6 separate regions of the Mus musculus genome follow, and regions 1, 2, 3, 4 and 5 are each linked to region 6. The links are chromatin contacts, called in public HiChIP or PLAC-seq and promoter capture Hi-C maps. All regions are on one chromosome and are shown on one strand. The core of a region is the stretch at or near the end of the contact, and the rest is flanking DNA. Distances in the headings are between cores, read along the strand shown.

The links. Promoter capture Hi-C pulls out the DNA fragments that hold promoters and counts their contacts. HiChIP or PLAC-seq counts read pairs in DNA pulled down with a chosen protein or histone mark.
Region 1: a contact with region 6 is called in an H3K4me3 HiChIP or PLAC-seq map of the SCID.adh cell line, with 10 read pairs. The contact joins the enhancer-like site here to the promoter of Plekha5 in region 6. A contact is called at or near these places in 6 of 39 promoter capture datasets (embryonic stem cells, frontonasal cranial neural crest, hippocampal neurons and 2 more), 4 of 484 Hi-C or Micro-C datasets (cerebral cortex, cortical neurons and nephron progenitors) and 12 of 115 datasets of contacts at active chromatin or transcription factors (DN3 thymocytes, the SCID.adh cell line, astrocytes and 8 more).
Region 2: an H3K27ac HiChIP or PLAC-seq map of VIP interneurons shows a contact between it and region 6, with 7 times the contacts expected there. The contact joins the enhancer-like site here to the promoter of Plekha5 in region 6. A contact is called at or near these places in 7 of 39 promoter capture datasets (the 3T3-L1 cell line, 3T3-L1-derived adipocytes, cranial neural crest and 2 more), 1 of 484 Hi-C or Micro-C datasets (cortical neurons) and 10 of 115 datasets of contacts at active chromatin or transcription factors (the SCID.adh cell line, VIP interneurons, astrocytes and 7 more).
Region 3: a promoter capture Hi-C map of liver shows a contact between it and region 6, with 4 times the contacts expected there. The contact joins the enhancer-like site here to the promoter of Plekha5 in region 6. A contact is called at or near these places in 6 of 39 promoter capture datasets (3T3-L1-derived adipocytes, cranial neural crest, frontonasal cranial neural crest and 2 more), 3 of 484 Hi-C or Micro-C datasets (the N1E-115 cell line and cortical neurons) and 13 of 115 datasets of contacts at active chromatin or transcription factors (the SCID.adh cell line, VIP interneurons, astrocytes and 10 more).
Region 4: an H3K4me3 HiChIP or PLAC-seq map of the SCID.adh cell line shows a contact between it and region 6, with 6 times the contacts expected there. The contact joins the enhancer-like site here to the promoter of Plekha5 in region 6. A contact is called at or near these places in 4 of 39 promoter capture datasets (cranial neural crest, liver, maxillary cranial neural crest and 1 more), 1 of 484 Hi-C or Micro-C datasets (cortical neurons), 12 of 115 datasets of contacts at active chromatin or transcription factors (the SCID.adh cell line, craniofacial prominence, embryonic forebrain and 6 more) and 1 of 9 other capture datasets (adipose tissue).
Region 5: a contact with region 6 is called in an H3K4me3 HiChIP or PLAC-seq map of craniofacial prominence, with 3 times the contacts expected there. The contact joins the enhancer-like site here to the promoter of Plekha5 in region 6. A contact is called at or near these places in 8 of 39 promoter capture datasets (the 3T3-L1 cell line, cranial neural crest, embryonic stem cells and 5 more), 5 of 484 Hi-C or Micro-C datasets (the N1E-115 cell line, cerebral cortex and uterus), 8 of 115 datasets of contacts at active chromatin or transcription factors (craniofacial prominence, embryonic forebrain, embryonic hindbrain and 5 more) and 1 of 9 other capture datasets (adipose tissue).

Annotation. Positions count from the first base shown.
Region 1 is chr6:140,093,729-140,096,865 of GRCm38.p6, reverse strand. Gm30056 (a long non-coding RNA gene) reads left to right here. Exons shown (of 3, transcript XR_001785445.1): 2 at 316-488. Among named protein-coding and RNA genes, the nearest start is that of Gm30056, 5.9 kb to the left of the region's middle. Within about 2 kb of position 1,320, at least 10 of the 459 cell types and tissues checked have an H3K27ac peak or open chromatin away from gene starts, as enhancers often do. A contact at or near this core is called in the SCID.adh cell line, where this site is marked.
Region 2 is chr6:139,953,219-139,956,323 of GRCm38.p6, reverse strand. The region is part of intron 32 of Pik3c2g (phosphatidylinositol-4-phosphate 3-kinase catalytic subunit type 2 gamma); the gene reads right to left. Among named protein-coding and RNA genes, the nearest start is that of Plcz1, 87 kb to the left of the region's middle. Within about 2 kb of position 1,298, at least 1 of the 459 cell types and tissues checked has an H3K27ac peak or open chromatin away from gene starts, as enhancers often do. A contact at or near this core is called in VIP interneurons, where this site is marked.
Region 3 is chr6:139,970,366-139,973,248 of GRCm38.p6, reverse strand. No RefSeq gene overlaps it. Among named protein-coding and RNA genes, the nearest start is that of Plcz1, 70 kb to the left of the region's middle. Within about 2 kb of position 1,393, at least 2 of the 459 cell types and tissues checked have an H3K27ac peak or open chromatin away from gene starts, as enhancers often do. A contact at or near this core is called in liver, where this site is marked.
Region 4 is chr6:140,117,715-140,120,594 of GRCm38.p6, reverse strand. No RefSeq gene overlaps it. Among named protein-coding and RNA genes, the nearest start is that of Gm30056, 18 kb to the right of the region's middle. Within about 2 kb of position 1,569, at least 2 of the 459 cell types and tissues checked have an H3K27ac peak or open chromatin away from gene starts, as enhancers often do. A contact at or near this core is called in the SCID.adh cell line, where this site is marked.
Region 5 is chr6:140,050,299-140,053,203 of GRCm38.p6, reverse strand. The region is part of intron 2 of Gm45959 (a long non-coding RNA gene); the gene reads left to right. Among named protein-coding and RNA genes, the nearest start is that of Capza3, 10 kb to the right of the region's middle. Within about 2 kb of position 1,478, at least 22 of the 459 cell types and tissues checked have an H3K27ac peak or open chromatin away from gene starts, as enhancers often do. A contact at or near this core is called in the N1E-115 cell line, adipose tissue, craniofacial prominence and 1 more, where this site is marked.
Region 6 is chr6:140,422,604-140,425,415 of GRCm38.p6, reverse strand. Plekha5 (pleckstrin homology domain containing, family A member 5) reads right to left here and starts at 1,317. Exons shown (of 31, transcript NM_144920.3): 1 at 1,160-1,317; 2 at 960-1,039. The coding sequence starts at 1,251.

The DNA of each region.
Region 1 (3,137 bases), core at 71-2,570, 330 kb after region 6:
CCCATTCCCTGGAGGTTACGTTTCTCTTGGTTATTATCTGTGTTATAAAGACAACATCATTATCACAACATCTTGCAATGGAAGGGTTTTAGTTTAGTTTTGCTTCGTCCAAGGTAGTGGCATCCTTCTTGCCAGGCCCTGCTCATGGCTCCGATTTCATACATTTCCCTGACCCCGACTTCCCCAACCCCTACTGCCACAAACCTCTACCTCATACATAAAGATAATTTGAATACAAGTATCTTCCAATCAGGGCTGTCCTTTCCCTCATCTTAAATTAATCAATTGACATAATTTGTTATTGTTTGCTTTGAGGTAGGGTCTCACGCATCCCGGGCTGCTTCACACTTGCTGTGGAGTTGAGAATCGCATTGAACTTCTGTTTCCCTGCCTCTACCTCATCAACGCTGCCTCTGCAGGCTCGTGCTGGGAATTGAACCCAAGGCTTCATTTATGCTGGTCTCTCTACAACTGAGCTACAGGTACAGGTAAGTGTTTGGGTTTCACGTTGTAGTCTAGGCTGGCCTTGAGCTTGCAGCGATTATCGTGTCTCAGTTTACTGTGTGCTGACATTCCAGGCATGACCCATGTCTCCTGGTTTATTAGTTTCTAAATAGACATCAGATTTGAGTCTTTATAGATCCTAAACTTTTTTTTACTCATATTTTTTACAGATGTGCAATTTAATCAAATTACTAAGTTTCTCTAGGGTCCAAATAGATTCATAGCTTGGCATAGAAATATGAATATTCACCCAAACTGGCATTAATTAAGTCTATAAATAACCTCTCTGCGCTACAGGCCACATTTTGCAGCCAAATGACTCAAGTCAGTTCTGTTTTGTTGTAGAAAACAGGGCATGAGGTCGCCTGACTTCCGGGGCTGAACATTTTAGAGTTGTGCACTTGCCTGTCTAGTGGGCGAGTTTTGAGAGGGCTTCTCAGTAGGACTTTTTCTCACTGCTACACTGGAAAGTCTGACAAGAGGAAGTTTAAGGGACAGAGGGCTTATCTTGGCTCATAGGGTCAGGGGATACAGCCTGTCATGGCCCAGACTCCATGCTGGCAGGAGCCTGCTCCTGGATTCCTTACTTCCTCGCCTAGCTGTGCTGAGGACATGGTCTGGGGCACAATGTTCAAGGTGACCTGTTTCCACCAGTAAGCCTCTATCTACCTACTGGAAGTTCGTCAGTCTCTCAAAATAGCTCCAGCAACTGCGGTGGTAGGGGGCGGTGTTTAAACACATGCAGCCTGGGACATTTCATATACAGAGCGAAACAGGCCTGGAGTGGAGGCTGAGCGTTCTGACGTCAGGACACTGCCTCTAGCCCAGGCTTCACCCGTCACCTGGTCACTTTCCTAACTGGAGCAGACCATCAGTCCTGCAGCTCACTCTCAAACTGATGACAGCCAGAGCCGCGCAGGGTTCTACCCCAAGGGACCCTCTTGTGGCTCCACTCTTCCTCTCTTACCCCTCTTGTGCCCAAAGTTTCTGGAGGGAACTTTTCAATGTTATCACTTTTCTATTATATTTGAGAGGTCAGTGAAAAAAAAATACCAGCTTTAGTCTGTATTAATTCACACAGCGGCCAAATTCAATGAAGCATATCTAATTTGAAAAGTGATGGATATCTATAGTTAATGAGCTAAAGCTGTGTTATGCTAAGGTTATTTGAAAATAGAGAGAGATTAGAAGTGGAAGTGACAGTGTATTTCCCCCCACAGATCAGTCTACTAACACAGAGAGAAATTACTGAGCTCTTAAAATATGCTAAAAACTAATGTACAATCTTTTTTTCTTTCATACAGTATTTGAAATGTCACCAAGCGGTGACCTTTTTTTGTTATTGTTGCATGGCTCCCATTGGTTCTACATATTATCCCAGTATGAGCACGGACACTGTCTAACCTGTCACTGAATATAAACTTAATGCTATGGGGTGTTGTTTCCAAAATAAACTTGACCTTGGTGCTTCACACGAATTAATCATGTTCTCTCCCGCATCACAACGAGAACACCAACTGGGTATGAATAATGGGTGTAAATTTTTAGATTAATTTCGAGCTCTTTAGTCATCGTAGAAACACCAGATGAGGTTAAATTAGGATTCTGACTCTGTATCAGGTATCCAAATTGTCGGATGCTTATAACATAATTGGTTTAGAGGATTTTCTCGAGCACTAGCTAAAATGGTTGCACATTAAGAGTGAAGGGACTTACACAGCACTCTCCGGGCTTGCTGCTTTTCGGTTATCCCTATAGTCTAACTCGTGTCCATCAATTTAGGTGATAAGGACTGGCAATGTGGACCCCAGCCATGCACAAAAGATAAAGCAGTAAAATCTGAAGGACGAGTGAAAGTAGACTTAGAGAAATAAGAATCACCAAAGCCTTGCTGAAGATGGAATTAATCCGTTAATAGCCTTTTAAAATAAAGTCAGTTCATTTTCTGTAACTGACTAGAGATCACATAGACCATGCTGCCCTTCACAGGTGAAGACCAGGGCTTTCTTTCAGTCCCAAGATTTAGGGGGAAAAATTGAACTTAATGTCTTTGATTATTTGGTCAAGAATAGGATACCCAACACCTTCGCATTGTGTGATTATATAAAGTGCTGTGCTTTGATTCGTTGTAGAATGAGGTAAACATAGATGGATCATGCACAGGAATAAACACAGAAACCAGTGATTTACTATGATGGAAAGTAATATTCTGAGTTTGGAGAAATAGTGTCTACCTGCTGTATAAGCATTAGTTTTCCAGCTAAAGAAGTGTGTGTGTGTGTGTGTGTGTGTGTGTGTGTGTGTGTGTATGTATGTATGTATGTATGTATGTATGTGTGACAAGGTTTTATGGTGCCCAGGCTTGCCTTGTTACCTTGAACTTAATTCTTAATTATTCTTAATTTTCTCTCTCTCTGTCTCTCTTCCTTCCTTCCTTCCTTCCTCTTCCTCTCCCTCTTCCTCTTCCTCTTCCTCTTCCTCTTCCTCTTCCTCTTCCTCTTCCTCTCTCTGTCTTTCTCTCTTCCTTTTTCTTTTTTTTGAGACAAGGTCTCTCTGTGTAACAGCCCTGGCTAGCCTGGAACTCACAGAGATGCACCTGCTTCTGCCTCCCAAGTGCTAAGACTAAAGGTGTG
Region 2 (3,105 bases), core at 49-2,548, 470 kb after region 6:
ACCATCTGGATGTTTACAATTCCAGCCTTGTAGGCTGGCTCTGGGATGGCTCTGAAGACCGGTGCTGAAGGGAGCATCTCCCAGTGGGCAGAACTTCAAGCAGGAGCACCTGCATGCTTATTTGGCTTGGAAGAAGAAATGGCCAGATGTGTCTATGCACCAGCTCGTGAGTTGAAGCCAATGGCTTGGATGCATAGTCAGGGACGTGGAAAGAACATGATTGCAAAATTGGTGATAGGGAAATCTGGGAAAAAAGTATGTGGAAAGGATTCTTCAAGGGGGGAGGGGGGAACGCCACGAATGTATCTGTGGTCTGTGCAAATTCTCATCACAGAATGAGTCATCACCAGAGTAGGATATAATTAACCAAAATACATAGGAATGGCCCAATCCATTTATACAGATTAACCTTGCTATTCCCCATGGACCAGTGAAGAAACCAAACGTGGTGGTTGTGGTGAAAAGTTTTTTCTTTTTCTTTCTTTCTTTCTTTCTTTCTTTCTTTCTTTCTTTCTTTCTTTTTTTTTGGCTTGGATTTATTTATTTATCTATCTATCTATCTATTTATTTATTTATTTATTTATTTATTTGAGACAGGGTTTATCTGTGTAGCCCAGTCTGTCTTGGGATTTGCTTTGTAGAATAGGCTGGCCTTGAACGCACATTGATTTACCTACCTCTGACTCCCAAGTGCTGGGATCAAAGGCGTGTACCACCTCACCTGGCTGTACATGAGGTGAGCAGTTTTAAGAGCTCAGCAACACAGATTCCAATCACTAAACAGACTGAGTGTTGTTTAGCAGCTTCCTCACAACAACCACATGCTGTCAAGGAAGGAGGCAGCCAGGCTCCTAAGACCCCAGATATAAACCTCACATGTGTGGGAAAGCTGGAACACACAAGATTTCGAGGGTCCCTTCCCAGAATTGTAAATGCAGTAAACAACTGGGGAAGGGGACTCCAATCAGCTTACTGGACAAGAGTCCGGGACCTGTAGAGCCAGCCACCTGCAGGTGACACAGAGAGCTCTAGCATGGGTCTTTACCCACGTGGTGGAGATTTTCAGGTATACAGCTGCATTTGAGCCATCCTACTCTTGCAAGGAACCCCAGTACAAACTCACCAGTTCACCAAATTGGATGTTTGTGCAATCGTTACTTTGGAATGTCTGGGTTCTAAGTCTGGGATGAGTAGACTTGTATGTTGTGTCTGCCTAGGAAAAGCCTCACACAATACCAGGCTATGCCCAAGGGGTGTGAGCAATCTGCCCAGAAGAAAGTAGGCTATTGAATCCTAAAGATGGCACCAAACTGATAGCAGGTTGTTTGCCTTGGCCCTTCTCCATTATGGAGGGGCAATGTTCTCTTCATAATGGGATGATGATAGGCTGATAGGGATTTGTGTTCAGTACCATCGTTCTTATGCAACAGTGCTCCTGATTAAGGGACTCCCTCCAATAGAAGTGCAACAATAGAATCCCCTTCTTTGTATCCTGCTCCTGAGCAGCTGTAGATGTGTATTATTCATAGAACTGTTGGATGGCCTTCTGAAGACTCAGTTACGGCTTCAGCTCAGTAAAAATGTCTTGTAGAGTTGGGTAAGTATGTCCAGCAGGCTATATACCTACTATGTAGCATCCCATAAATATATAGAACTGTGTGTCTCCCCCACCATGTTCATGGTTCCCAAGATTAAGGGGGAAAAAGGAGTGGGACCACTCACCATGATACCAGTAGCTTTAAAATATTTTTATTTCTTGTCCCCAGACCTTATGTTCTGTTGGACTAAGGATCTTTTTCCAGGGAAGAAATGCTTCCACTATAAGACATAGTTATTACTCCACTGGGCTGGAAGTTAAAACTGCCCTGGATCATGCTATTAATTTTAAGTATTTAAGTTCCAATATATCAAAGAGATTATACATCATTGAAATATTTTTCTTTTTTGATGCATGCACACACACACACTTGCATACACACTTGAGCATGAGTATGTGTGTGTGTTGGAGAGGGGGTGAGTGGTGCAATCAGGTGATCAGGTGGAAGAGGCCAGGGGAGGACATTGGATGTCTTTCTTTGTTGTTTTCCACTGTACTTTTTGAGACTGAATCTGAAATGATCCTGTAATTCATCATCTCGGTTAGGCCAGCTGGCCAGCAAGCTGGGGACCCAGGCGTGTGCCACCATGCCTGGGTAGTAGAGATCAAACATAGCTTCTCAAGCTTACATGTAAAGCAACTACTACATTGGCTGAGCAGTTTGCCCTGCCTTTTTAATGGCTTTTAAATATTTTTTACTTCTTCCCTTCCGTCATTTTGTATATCAGCAGCATATTTAACACCCCCAAACTGATCTGGTTACAGCCCCTCCCGTCTCAAAACGTCTGGGCTCCTCTTTGCTTGAAGAAGAAACTCAAGTGACAGAACAGCAGACGCGTTTTGTGCGGGAGCCTCTCCCTTTAAGTGCCACCCTCAAGCTTTGGGTTTCTATTTCCGAGTTAGTGCCCTTGAGAAGGTCCTTGACTGTCCGTGAGTTTTCAGAATGCTGCAAGAGCACAGGCTCCAGTTTGAGCCAGGAGTGCGTTGTAAATGTGAACAGTAGGTTTCCCTTGGCTGGTACCGGCTTTAAGTGCAGACGTTGATTGCTTGGGTCTTGTCGAGAAGTTTTTCTTCCTCTGTAGCTGTCTTATCAACATCAACTCTTCCCCTTCGTCCTGGTGTCACCTCCTCTTCCTTCAGGATCTGGAATAATTTATTAAGGTGCCACCAGCTGTCCTGCCATCAAGCAGTTATCAATGTGCTCTTTGTCCTTATGTTCATGCAGATTAATTTTGACTTTAAATATCATTATACAACCTCTACTGGCCTAACTCTTCAACTTAGGGTTTTTTGTTTGTTTTTGTTTTTTTTCTTTTTACTCTGATTGTCTTTTGACCTTCACTAAGACTCCTTGAGAGAGACCTGGAGAAGATCAGACCTTCACCCTAGCAATGGGGAGATTGTCTTTACCCACAGTGTGTTGAGATAAAGTGTCCTGACTCCTTTCTTTTAGAATCTTGGCTGATATTTTTAGAAAGTGCTCAGGAGGTAAATGTGAAGCCATCTCC
Region 3 (2,883 bases), core at 144-2,643, 450 kb after region 6:
TCATGTTTTTAGAGTTCTTTTCCATAGCCTTAAGGGCTGTCCCAAAGGTCCCAGCATTTACAGCTTTGCTGAGACATTAGCCACACCTTCACCTCCCAGACTTCTGCTGTCTCTGATTTTCATGGAGTCATTAATGTTCACAGAGATCACATTCTCTGAAGGAGGAATGTAAAAATACGTACAGTATTATACCAACAAGCCTTACATCCACAGCAGCTATTGACACTCACGGGGGCCCATGTTGGCCCTGCCCCAGAGGCGGAAGCCATATCATTCCACCCCCACCAAAGCCATGCCAGACTACGTACACATTTGTAGGTAAAACCTGATATATAATTAAAGGCCTTATTTTCCTTCTGTTTATGACTTTCAGTTTCATCTCACTTCATTTCATTCTTTGTGTGTGTGTTTATTAGATATTTTCTTTATTTACATTTCAAATGCTATCCCGAAAATTCCCTATACCCCCCATGCCCTGCTCCCCTACCCACCCACTCCCACTTCTTAGCCCTGGCATTCCCCTATACTGGGGCATATAAAGTTTACAAGACCAAGGGGCCTCTCTTCCCAAAGATGGCCGACTAGACCATCTTCTGCTGCATATGCAGCTAGAGACACGAGCTCCGGGGGTACTGGTTAGTTGCACTACTTTTCAGTCCAGCTTGGCCTCAGATTCACAACATTCTACTTCCTGAGGCTGGGATTGCATATGCCACCATGCCCTTTGTCCCTCCTGCCCTCACTTCCTCCCTCCTTCATTTCTCTTTCTTCCTTTTCCAACCTTCTTTCCTTCCTTTCCCCTCTCTTTCTTCCTTTCAGAAGAATCTATATTTTATAAAGTACCAACTATAACCATCACATCTTCTTGACTCCAGGTTGTGCTGGGGTTTGGCATTACAGTATTAGCATAGTTTGTTTTGTACCCTTCTGAACGTGTTTTAAAGTGTGTATTCTCTGTTGTGTCTGATAGCTCTGTATGTCAGCTTAGAGGTCAACTATAATGTGATAGATTTCTGTAAATCCCTAGAGCCTAAATGTATAAATAAATCCATGTCCAGTGTTTATTGACTCTCTGTGCATAGTGGAACATGCCTTCTTCTATTCTCATCTGGAAACTCTCCACCTCACCTTCACCTTTATGTCAACTTTGCACAGCCTGGAAGGTAGCCAGAGATGGGTGCTTCTGGTAATCCCAGGACCTTTCTCACTGTGAATTTAAATTGGGCATTTGTGTATTTTTCTAGATTCCTAAGAACTTGTGGGAAATTTTCTAGGTGCTTATTCTTCTTCAAATTCTGTTTATGTATGTGTGTTGGTTCGAGGGACATGGATGGGTAGTATAGGTGCCGAGGCCAGAAGAGTTTATTCCCTGGAGTGAGAGTTACAGGTAGTTATAACCACCAAGTGAGTTCTGGGAAACACTGAGCAGCTGGCTCTCCCCCAAGGTCATCACTCTTTAAAGTGTTTTGTTTGCTTGCCTTGCTGCCCAGACTTTCCAGCTACTCTGTTGTTAGACATGATTAGTACACTTAAATGTTTTGGGCAAGTGGGCTGCTTGGCTACCTTAGTCAGTAGAACACGACGACACTCTGAAATACTCTTGGAAGCTTCTCCTCACTTCAGCACTGGGAGATTCTGGGTGAGACAGATAAAGACACCTACTTTGAGCTTTCTGGCTTTTTTAGCCAAATCTTATCAGATAGCCTTAATTGTGTGGTCAGGATAAATCTCATTTTCTTCCATATTAATTTAGGCAGATGGTAATGCATTTTTCTCCTCTTACAGGAAATATACTTCCGTCTAGACCTAGAAGGACAGGTTTGAGAGTTCTGACTTGCTAGAATCCTTTGTGGATTCTGGTGCGGTAGAAGAGCTGGTTATGTCCAGAGTCCCTCATATGCTCTGTTTTTCTTCCTTTCCCTGGCTCCCTTCTCACCATGTGTGATCTAATAGTCACTCAACAGGCAAAGTCAAGTCACATCTTGCCTCCCCTTGGACATCCCTGGGCCCTGTCATTCTCTCATTGATGGTACAGTCAGACTTGAGATGAATAGATCTAGACAGGAAGTCTTCAAGGCCTAGAGAAGAAATTAGCTGATCTTTGTACCAAGGCTAGTCTGGCAAGGACTCTGGGTATGGATCATAGTCACTTCTAGGGGAAATAGAGTTCTTCATAGTGAGGTCACGGGGAAGAGCTCCCCTTTGCTTTGTCTGAGGATGTACTGTCAATGAGAAAAACCTGTGTTGGCTTAGGGCTTATTACTTGCTTGGAGAAGCAAATATCAATAACATGTAAAATAAAATGTGAATGCGCACACATCTAGAGATGACAAACATATAGGAGAAAAGGTAGGGTAGGAAGGATCTGGTGTGTGTCCTAGGACAGCAGTTTGCCATGTCACCGTGGTGTCATGGGATGGGTTTGACAGAGACAGAGACATTTGCTCAAGATCTGAAGGATGTGTGGGAGTCAGAAAAGTGGACAGAGGGACCCAAAGAACCTTTTTTTGGAGAAGGGGTTGAATGATCAAAGACTTCAAGGATGAAACATGCCTGAAGTGTCCAGCGGACAGAAAGGAGGCCACGGCTGGAGCTCTGAGGATAGAGGGACACAAGGAGCGTCAACATCAGAGAGACAGAGAGCTGTTGAGAAGTCAGCAATAGGGCCTTTCAGGCTATTTTAAAGGCTAGGGCTTTTGCTCTGAAATTAGAGGCTCCTGCAGAGTTTAGAGCAGAAGGATGCCAACATCCCAGAGGCCATGGTGCTGGAAAAGGAATGGAAGGAGGCTGGGATTCAGAAACCATGAGGCTTCTTAGAAGGCATCTGTGGTCACAGAAGATGAAGATGATGATAGGAAAGGTTGCTAAGTGACTGGACTTGGG
Region 4 (2,880 bases), core at 320-2,819, 310 kb after region 6:
TGAATGAGATGTATAATATGTATAGATAAATAATATAGGCATATTCATGTGTATATACAGAATGAGCAGTATAGTGTTATATATGTATAATAATATTTATGTGTTATATATATTATATAGCTCATTCTCTTGGCAGATTAAAACAAAACCTCCTACTAAATTTCACAGTGAACGTATTTGCAAGAAAGTATGTTGTAGTGTCTCCTTGTCTCTAGATGAGAACTTGAAACAGTCAACTTGAGGGAGTCAACAGAACCACTGACTTTTATATTAAATACAGCAAACTTAAAAAGAATAATTAACCTGTGAGTCTGTGTGGTTCTATTTCCACCCTCTCCCCGTCCCTTCCTTCCTGTCTCCTTCCATTTCTTTTTTGACAAGTTCTCAGTGTGTAACCCAGGCTGGCCCGGAGCTTGTGCCAGTCTCCCTGCCTCAGCCTCTAGAGTCAGGACCTCAGTCACGCACCACCATGTCTGATTGAGATCATACTTTCATTAGAATGAGAATGTCAACCATATTTTCTTTGCATGAAGACTATGCTGACAGGGTTTTTATCATTTAATTCATTATAAGCTGCTACATAGATGAACAGAGAAGGGACTGGGAGCATGGCTCAGAGGCAGAGGGTTTGCCTGGCATGCTTGGGGTCATAAGTTCCAGTTCCAGCAACTGGAAAAAAAAGCCACTTATTGTAAAAAGTGAGAGAGAAAGAAGGGACTGGGATATTTGAAAAGCCTTTTTCCTCCGTTTGAAGATTTTATGGTATTAAAAATAATGGGCATATTCATGGAAATAAATGCATCAAACAGTTCACATAATTTTCACAAGTTTTTGTCTTTGTACCAAAAAGGCAGGGAGTATAGGTACAAATTGTAATAAGCCAGTTGAGGAATTGACAAGACAAGACTCTCTAGATCATTTGGAAGAACATGATTGTATTCAACTTTTAAATCTGTAAAAGTGACTTTTTATAGAGTAGTCTGCTTGCTGGCCCAGAGATGCCAGGATCAAAAACTCGGAAAGAGGAGATTGGAGATTGAACAATAACAATACTACCACCACCACCACCACCATCATCATAAACAACAACAACAGCATGGAACATTTCATCTATGACTGTGTTTCCAACGTCTATGATAACACCTTCCCTTTGTTGCCATCATTGAGAAACATTACCTAAACCTTGGAAATAAGCTGGATGGGAAAGAGCCAATGGTACCTTCATTGTTGGACCGAGGCTTGATGGATCACTAACCCAGAGGGATTTGATACAGGGCAAAGTGACTGCATCTGACTTGGTTATTTCCTAGGAGCCCAGATGCATGCTAACTTGAAGGTTTCTGTTCAAAGGGAAGTGATAAGAGATACAGAGAAGATAAGATCAATGTTTATAGTTTTATTATCCTTCAGGACAGCAATCAAATTTGTATCTGACCTAGCAATCTTGTTTGCATTCTTACAGTTCCATCTATCCAAATGCTTTTTTAAAGGCAACGTCCTCAGAGTGGCCTCAGAAGCAGCTCTACAATCCTGCTAGGGCTCCCCTGCTGACGAGGCAATACATTTTTAACTTGTGTGCATCAGTATTTGTGTGGGTCATGTGATTAACTTTTTACAGAAGACTTTACTCTTATACTCTTGAGATCTGAAATAGCTAGAAAACTCCAGACACATCTAGGCCATTTCCGTAGAGTCTAATGGGTTGCCCTATCTGACTTATTACAATTAGATACAGTGATATGAAATTGATATTTTCAGAAGTCAAATAATTGAATTTTGGAAATTTTACGTGGTTTAGCTTGGTGATTATTTGCAATCTGAGAAGGAAATTTGATTCACAAAATCACTTTGTAATTGGTTAATAGCAGGAAGAAACTAATTCATGTATGATTTCTGATGTGAGTGAGCTATTATCATCTTGCAGTTTGTTCTTCTAATTGGTACCATAGAAATTTCTCATAATACGAAGAGGGATGAATGCTCACATGAAGCCAGGGAGGAAACACAGCATTTGGATGCCCAAATAGAATTTTTATAGTAATGAAACAAACAGTGTATGCTAATCTGGTCAAAGAGAAATATCACTGCTATGAAGAAAGTTCAGCTGGAGGGATGCTTAGCTTTCAAGGACAAAGAGCAGGTGGCCTGTTCTCATGGTAGGAACAAAACCGGGCCACTTGTTTGAGTTTGTCACTGTGATTCATGGGTCACATCACATGCTGGGAAACACAATTCAGTATAGGAGGATTTGGATGGCTTTGCTCGTCGACCTGCTTCACATCCGCTTGAAAGATTTAAAACCTCAAAATAAAAGAAGCAAGATGGAAATATTGGATGGATTACGTCTCGTTCATTCGTAGAGACGGGTATCGATCCCAGCTGCCATTTTGTAGCTGGTTTAGAGTGAGCCGCCCCACATGGTTGTAAAGCTTAGCATAAATTTTTATTACCAAATTTTGTTCCTTTTCCAAAGTAGCACTTTGTCCTTGGATTATCTTCCAGCACTTCCTTTATCTCAGGATATTAAGTGGTCCATTTTTGTCCGTTAAGTGCATGCTGAAAGAACATTTAGAAGTCTTAAAGTACTAGAGGCATTGCGGAAACAAACATGGAAAGCTAATTCCCAACTTCCCTCCCTTTCCAACAGCACCTGATGCATGCTTTGCTGTGCAAGTGTGTCTTACTCAAACGTTTCTACCATCTTGATCTTCATTGGCAATTACCAGTTTACACTATCTCTGTGAAGGGAACCAGAAGAGCAGGCTACACCAACTGAGTGAGCTGTGCCATGTAAAATCCTTTCTGAAAGATACAAGGTTATTAGCATAATTATTTGCTCTCTTCCAGTGACTTTAGAATTTCTGTAGGGTAGTGGCTTTG
Region 5 (2,905 bases), core at 229-2,728, 370 kb after region 6:
AGTTTATAGAAGGAAGCAGCCATGTTTGAACATGATGTCTAATGAGTACCAGACAAAGTGACAGAACAGAGAAAGATTTGAGAGAATAGAATGTGCTCACCTCTCAGGAGAGAGGATTGGAAAGCAATGCAGGAGGGAGGGAGGGAGGGAGGGAGGGAGGGAGGGAGGGAGGGAGAGAGAGAGAGAGAGTTGGTTTTATAAGGGCAGTGATAGACAGGCTAGAGAGAGAACAAGCTAGACACAGGTGAAAACAGAATGAGCCAGAGAATGAGAAGGAGCCAGAAGATTAGAACAAATTATCAGTTAGTATGAGGCCAAGCAGAGCAACCCAGGAGAAACCTAGAGAAGTCAGATTGGCCCAGGCAGCTTGGAGAGGAGTTTAAGCCAGACAGCTGAATTGAATCAGCCAGCCAGAGATCAGAAAGAGCTAGAAAGGGTGAGCTTATTTAGCAGCAAGTCTGAGGCTGAAAACATTCTAGGCCTAGATTAGATCGTACAGAGGCTAGAAGCTCTCAGGACTAGACATAGGTTAGCAGACAGAAGCAGCAACCCTCTAAGATGACAATTCCACAGGAGACTCGAAAATACTTTAACAGAAAGACGAACATGGACCATTGCCTAAATTGCTTTCCAAGATCCATAATTCCTAGTACATGGACATTTTCAGGACTACAACAGGTAGAAACATTGATAGAAAATAATTTCTATATGTTCTAAGTCCAGTGATGCAGAGTACTGTGAGTCAAGGATTCTACCCTGCTTTACTGATGGCTCAGCTTCAGATGTCCCATGATGCCTTAGGGAACTGTTTACTGTACAAATTACTTTAGGATTTTCCTCACTGCATTTCTAGAAAGATAGAGAGGAATTTTGACAGCCTTTTTTTTTGTTTTTTGTTTTTTGTTTGTTTGTTTTGTTTTTGTTTTTGTTCAATGTTGATCAACAGGGAAGAGAGAGTCTCAGTTGACAAATGCCCTCACTAGATTAGTCTATGTGTAATCCAGTGGGACATTTTCTTGATTATTGGTTGATGTGCAAGGGCCCACTTTACTACAGGTGACATCACACCTGGGTAGTGGTCCTGAGCTGTGTAAGAAAGCAGACTGAGGAAGCTGTGAGGTTCACCTCCATGGCCTCTGCTTCAGTTCCTGCCTCAGGTTCCTGCTTGAGTTTCTGCCCTGAGTTCCCTCAGTGAAGAACTGTGACCAATATGACGAAATAAACCATCTCCCCTCAAGCTGCTGGTCATAGTGTTTGTCACGACAATAGAAACACATAACCAGGACACCAGATAGTTTCCTAACTCTGGATTTAGGCATCTAACTGTAGAATCTGGGAGGAAATCTCTTGGGTTCTGCTGACTCCATAAAACATCTTCGCTGCTTCATTATTTCCAAATGCCTCCTGGCTCAGACCCTCAGGGCTACATTTCAGTTGTACACTTTAAAACATTCATGGATATATCTTGAGTTTGGCTACCGTAGTGCCTGTAATATTTTCCAGCTGCTATGAAAGAACGGCAGAGGAGAGCGATATTCTGCAGTCACATTCTTGGGTTGGTTATAAATTTGTTATGTAATACTAAGTCTCAGGGTTTCTGTTCTTTGTTTGGAAACTCCAGGGCCCCTGGGGAGTGTGTGATTTGTAGTAAAGGACAGCAAAGCATCTCCAATACCCACTGAAAAGTGTTAACCCCTTTCCCGGCCACTCTCATTTCCTGGGGTGGGGGTGGGGAATCTGACTAATAAAGTTACAGTTAATTTCTTCCAGTGCAGCACTTGGTTAAAACAAGAAATGGATTTTATCTTTGTGGCTTTGCTGCTCCTGACATATTCATTGAACTGTCACAAGTAGAAATTAAAAAAATGAATAGTTTAGCAGCTTCTCTTAGCTAATTTTCTTTGCCGTTAGGGACGGAAGAGCGGTATCCAGATAGATATGAGCGGAGTTGAAGGTGATAGTGTGGGAGACTGGACACGGGGGAAACACACCCGTGGCTCTCTGGAGCACCTCTGAGAAAGGAAGCTTGTTCTAATTTTGAGTGAGCCTCAAATGAAGCTATGCTAGATCTTCATGATTAGACTTTCAGAATCTCTGGGCCTGCGGAGAAATCCCAGAATTTGGGCGTTTACCCGTTAGGGCTGCACACTCCTGGTGTCTGTCCCTTAGCATCTTCTAGTCAATGGCCTGGGAGCAGCACCGGCACATGCAGCCTGCTTCACTTCAAGCAGAGACAGGGTGGAGCAATTCCTTCCCGGAGGACTTCCGTGTCAGGCATGTGAGCGGCATCTTTGTCTTTACCTTCCCTCAGCTTCTGCTCTCTGGCTGCAGACTTCTCTCTCCTGGTGTGAGTCAGAGATGATGTCGGAGGAAAGACTGGGGACAGTGTGTGTGGTGGGACAGGGGCAGTTCGGTTCATCTCAAGTTCCTGCTGCTACTGAATAAGGAAAGCCATGCTTGCTTTTTATTTTTCTTCTATGTTTATTCTGGTGTGTGTGTGTGTGTGTGTGTGTGTGTATGTATGTATGTGTGCACCTGTGTGAGTGTATGTGTGCATGTGTCTATGTGTGTGTATGCACCTGTGTGAGTGTATGTGTGTATGAGTGTGTTTATGTGTGAGTGTGTGTCTATGTGTATGTGTGTGTGTGAGTGTGCATGTGTGTGATTGTATGTGTGTGTATTTGTTTCTGTGTGTGTGAATATGTATATGTGTGTGAGTGTGTGTGAGCCTGTGTGTGTGTATGAGTATATGTATCAGTGTGTGTTTATGTATGTGTGTGTACGCTTGTGTGCTTTTGTGTGCATCTGTGTTCTGGGGATTAAGCTCAGGTTGTTGGGTTTTACCCACTGAGACATCATGCAAGCCCTCCATCTCATTTTGATTTGATACAGGGCTCTCACTGAG
Region 6 (2,812 bases), core at 68-2,567:
GCGTTTAGCAGAAAAGGCAGGTTTGTTCACCCTTCTGGCAACTTTAATAGGAGATCCTCAGAACCTCGGAGCTGGCGAGAAAAGTACCCAGAGGGAGAGACAGAACTGGGCCTCACCTTCGACCCAACTGTTCTCAAGCCTTTGCAGTCACCCGGAATAGAGGCGGGCCAGTATGAGAACTCACGTTACGTTTCAGGCAAACAAGTTGGGTGAATGTAAACAAAGAATGACAAAAGAAAGCCAGACCAGCACTGAAACCACCACAAGCCCTCCTCCAGCTCAACTCATGCTAAACATTCAAGAAAGCTATCAAAGCAACCCGAGATGCATTTCCTCGTGGAACTGGGGCCCGAAGGCCCCCCACGCGGGACCGCCCTGGCTCGCCCACCGCCTGCTGGTGGTACGTGGAGCTTGGCTGCGGCTACCGGGGACTTTTGAGCCGGGATCACTGGCTGCGGCGCCCGCTCCAGCGTCCTAACTCCAGCGGCTACTCGGGTAGCAGGAGGGGACTCACCGGTGTTTGGATCACATGGTGGGGGGGCACCGCAGCACCCCTAACTCTTCCATCAGTCACCTACCCACAGTCCCACTTAGGAGAAGTAGGAGGTGGTGGAGGAGGAAGCTGCTTGGCAGAAAGCAGTTCTCTGGGGAGCAGGGCGAGGATGCGGGACCGTCTCACCGCAGGGGTGCTGGGATGCGGGGAGCAAAGGGGAGCGGGTGAGGACTTCCTAAAGGGTGCTGGAGGCGGAGACGGGGGCGATCCGGGGTAGAGGGGCGTCGCCCATCCTCGGGGGGCGTCCGGGAAAGGATGGGGACCAGGGCGCCAGGAAGAGGGCGCCGTCTCCAAGCGCTGATGAAAAGGCGGAGAAGAATAGGCGCCCCGGGACTCAGTCGCGCGGAGCCCGGAGCCCCTCCAACCCCGCCAGGTGGCCCGGAGCCGCAGCCCCGGCCGGCCCTACCTGTGCTCTGCCGCCGGTGCCCGGTGACCACGGCCTCGCCGGTGACCGGGTGTAGCCAGGTGGTGCTCTTGGCCTCCTCGCTGCAGGGAAGAGAAGGGACAGGCGCTGAGCGGCGCGAGGGGCGACCCACGGGGGCCCCCGGCCCGCTCGCTCCCACCGCTCCCCCCAGCCGCCCGGCGGCGCCTCCCCCGCCCGCTCACTTGATGAAGAAGACGCGGCCGCCCCTAGTGATCCCGTACGTCCAGGAGCGCGGCAGCGAGCAGATCCACTCCAGGTTCAGGTCGGCCGCCATGTCTGCTCCCCGGCCGCCGCCGCCGCCGCCTTGTGCTGCCGCCGCCGCTGAGGAAGGAGGGCGCGAGCGAGCGAGCGAGCGAGCGAGCGAAAGGAGCGCAGGGCGCGCGGCCCGGCCCGAGCGCGCCCCCGCGGCCGCCCTACCCCCTCGGGCGGCGCCCTCCCCGCCGCCCCGGCTGAGTCCGGCCTGCGTCGCCGCCCCTCGGCATCCTCCGCGGCCGGCCGCCGGCCCGCGCTGCGCTCGCTCGCTCGCTCGCTCGGAGGCTGGGCGAAGCGGCGCCGCGCCCCCGCCAAAGCCCTCCCCCGTGCCCCGCCCGCGCCGCGCGAAGGTTCCGGGGTCGGGTCCCGCCGGCGCCCGCCCGGAGGGCTGGGCTCCGAACCTGTGAGGTTTTGAATCAGCTACTGCCTGCCTAGCCCGGGGCTTCTCTGGGAGACGCCGGGCGTTGAAATGGAAAACTGCTTTTGGGAAAGGCTTTTCTGGTGTGTGGCGTGCCAAATAAAGGAGGGTCCGCGAGTGAGCTCGGACCACTGAAATGGGACTGATTCAGACTTAAGGTCTTTTTGTTACTGGTGGTTTTTTTTTTTTCCTTTCTAAGCTTCTGAGCCATATAATAGTTTAGAAAATAAAAACTTGCCTTTTCCTTTCTTAAAAAAGATGCACTTGATTATCAACGTGAATTTCTAGGCTCCCAATCTCTCTCATTTATTACAAGGGCAACTTAACTTTACGGAGTCCTTGGGGTGGTGGACATTTAAATCCCTTCGAACTATGATTGTCTCCGTTTCACTGAGAGGGGCAAAGAAACGTAAAGGAACAAAGGTGATTGTGCCCAGGGTTATGGTGAAAAATGGCAAAGTCTGAATTCAAATCGCCTATAGATTTCCAAGAGTCTACTCGAATGAATACGTTGCTGTATAGTATTTTTAATGCCTTGGCACCCCCGGCCCCCTTGTCCTTTGAACAAAGGAAGGGTTCACTGCTAGTAAGACCTCCCTTGCACCAGTAAAGAGCGCTATGCTTGCTCCTTACTGCCCCTGGTCCTTCATCATCACTCTTGGAATTGTCTCCATGGCTTTGCAGCAAATGACTCATCCCAGAGGAAACACAGTTCAATAATAACAGTACAACTTGGCATTCTCGAAGCACCTTTTTTTTTTTTTTCCCTGACCAGTTTGGATGCTTCTGAGGCATTCTCTCATTCATCTTCCCAAGTAACTGAAATAAGTAAATGATGCTTTTCAACCTTTAAGGAAACCAAGGCACAGGGAGGGTGAATGCCCTTGGCCAAAGCTCCTGATGAGCGTGCATTTTCATTGGCTTTTCCTCCTATCTCCTGATTCCCCAAGGCCATACGTCTCTGGTGAAACGGAGACTGCAATTACTGCTATAATTTTCCTGTCCATCTGCATATACAGGAGGAAAAAAAAATACCATCGCTGTAATGTTTTCTCTTTTGGGTTCGTTTGTATTCTGCTCCCTCATTTCAGTCCTTATTACTTTTTGACATCTTATCTCCTACCCAGTCTCTGGAAAATATGACTTTTTTTTTTTTTTAATCAAT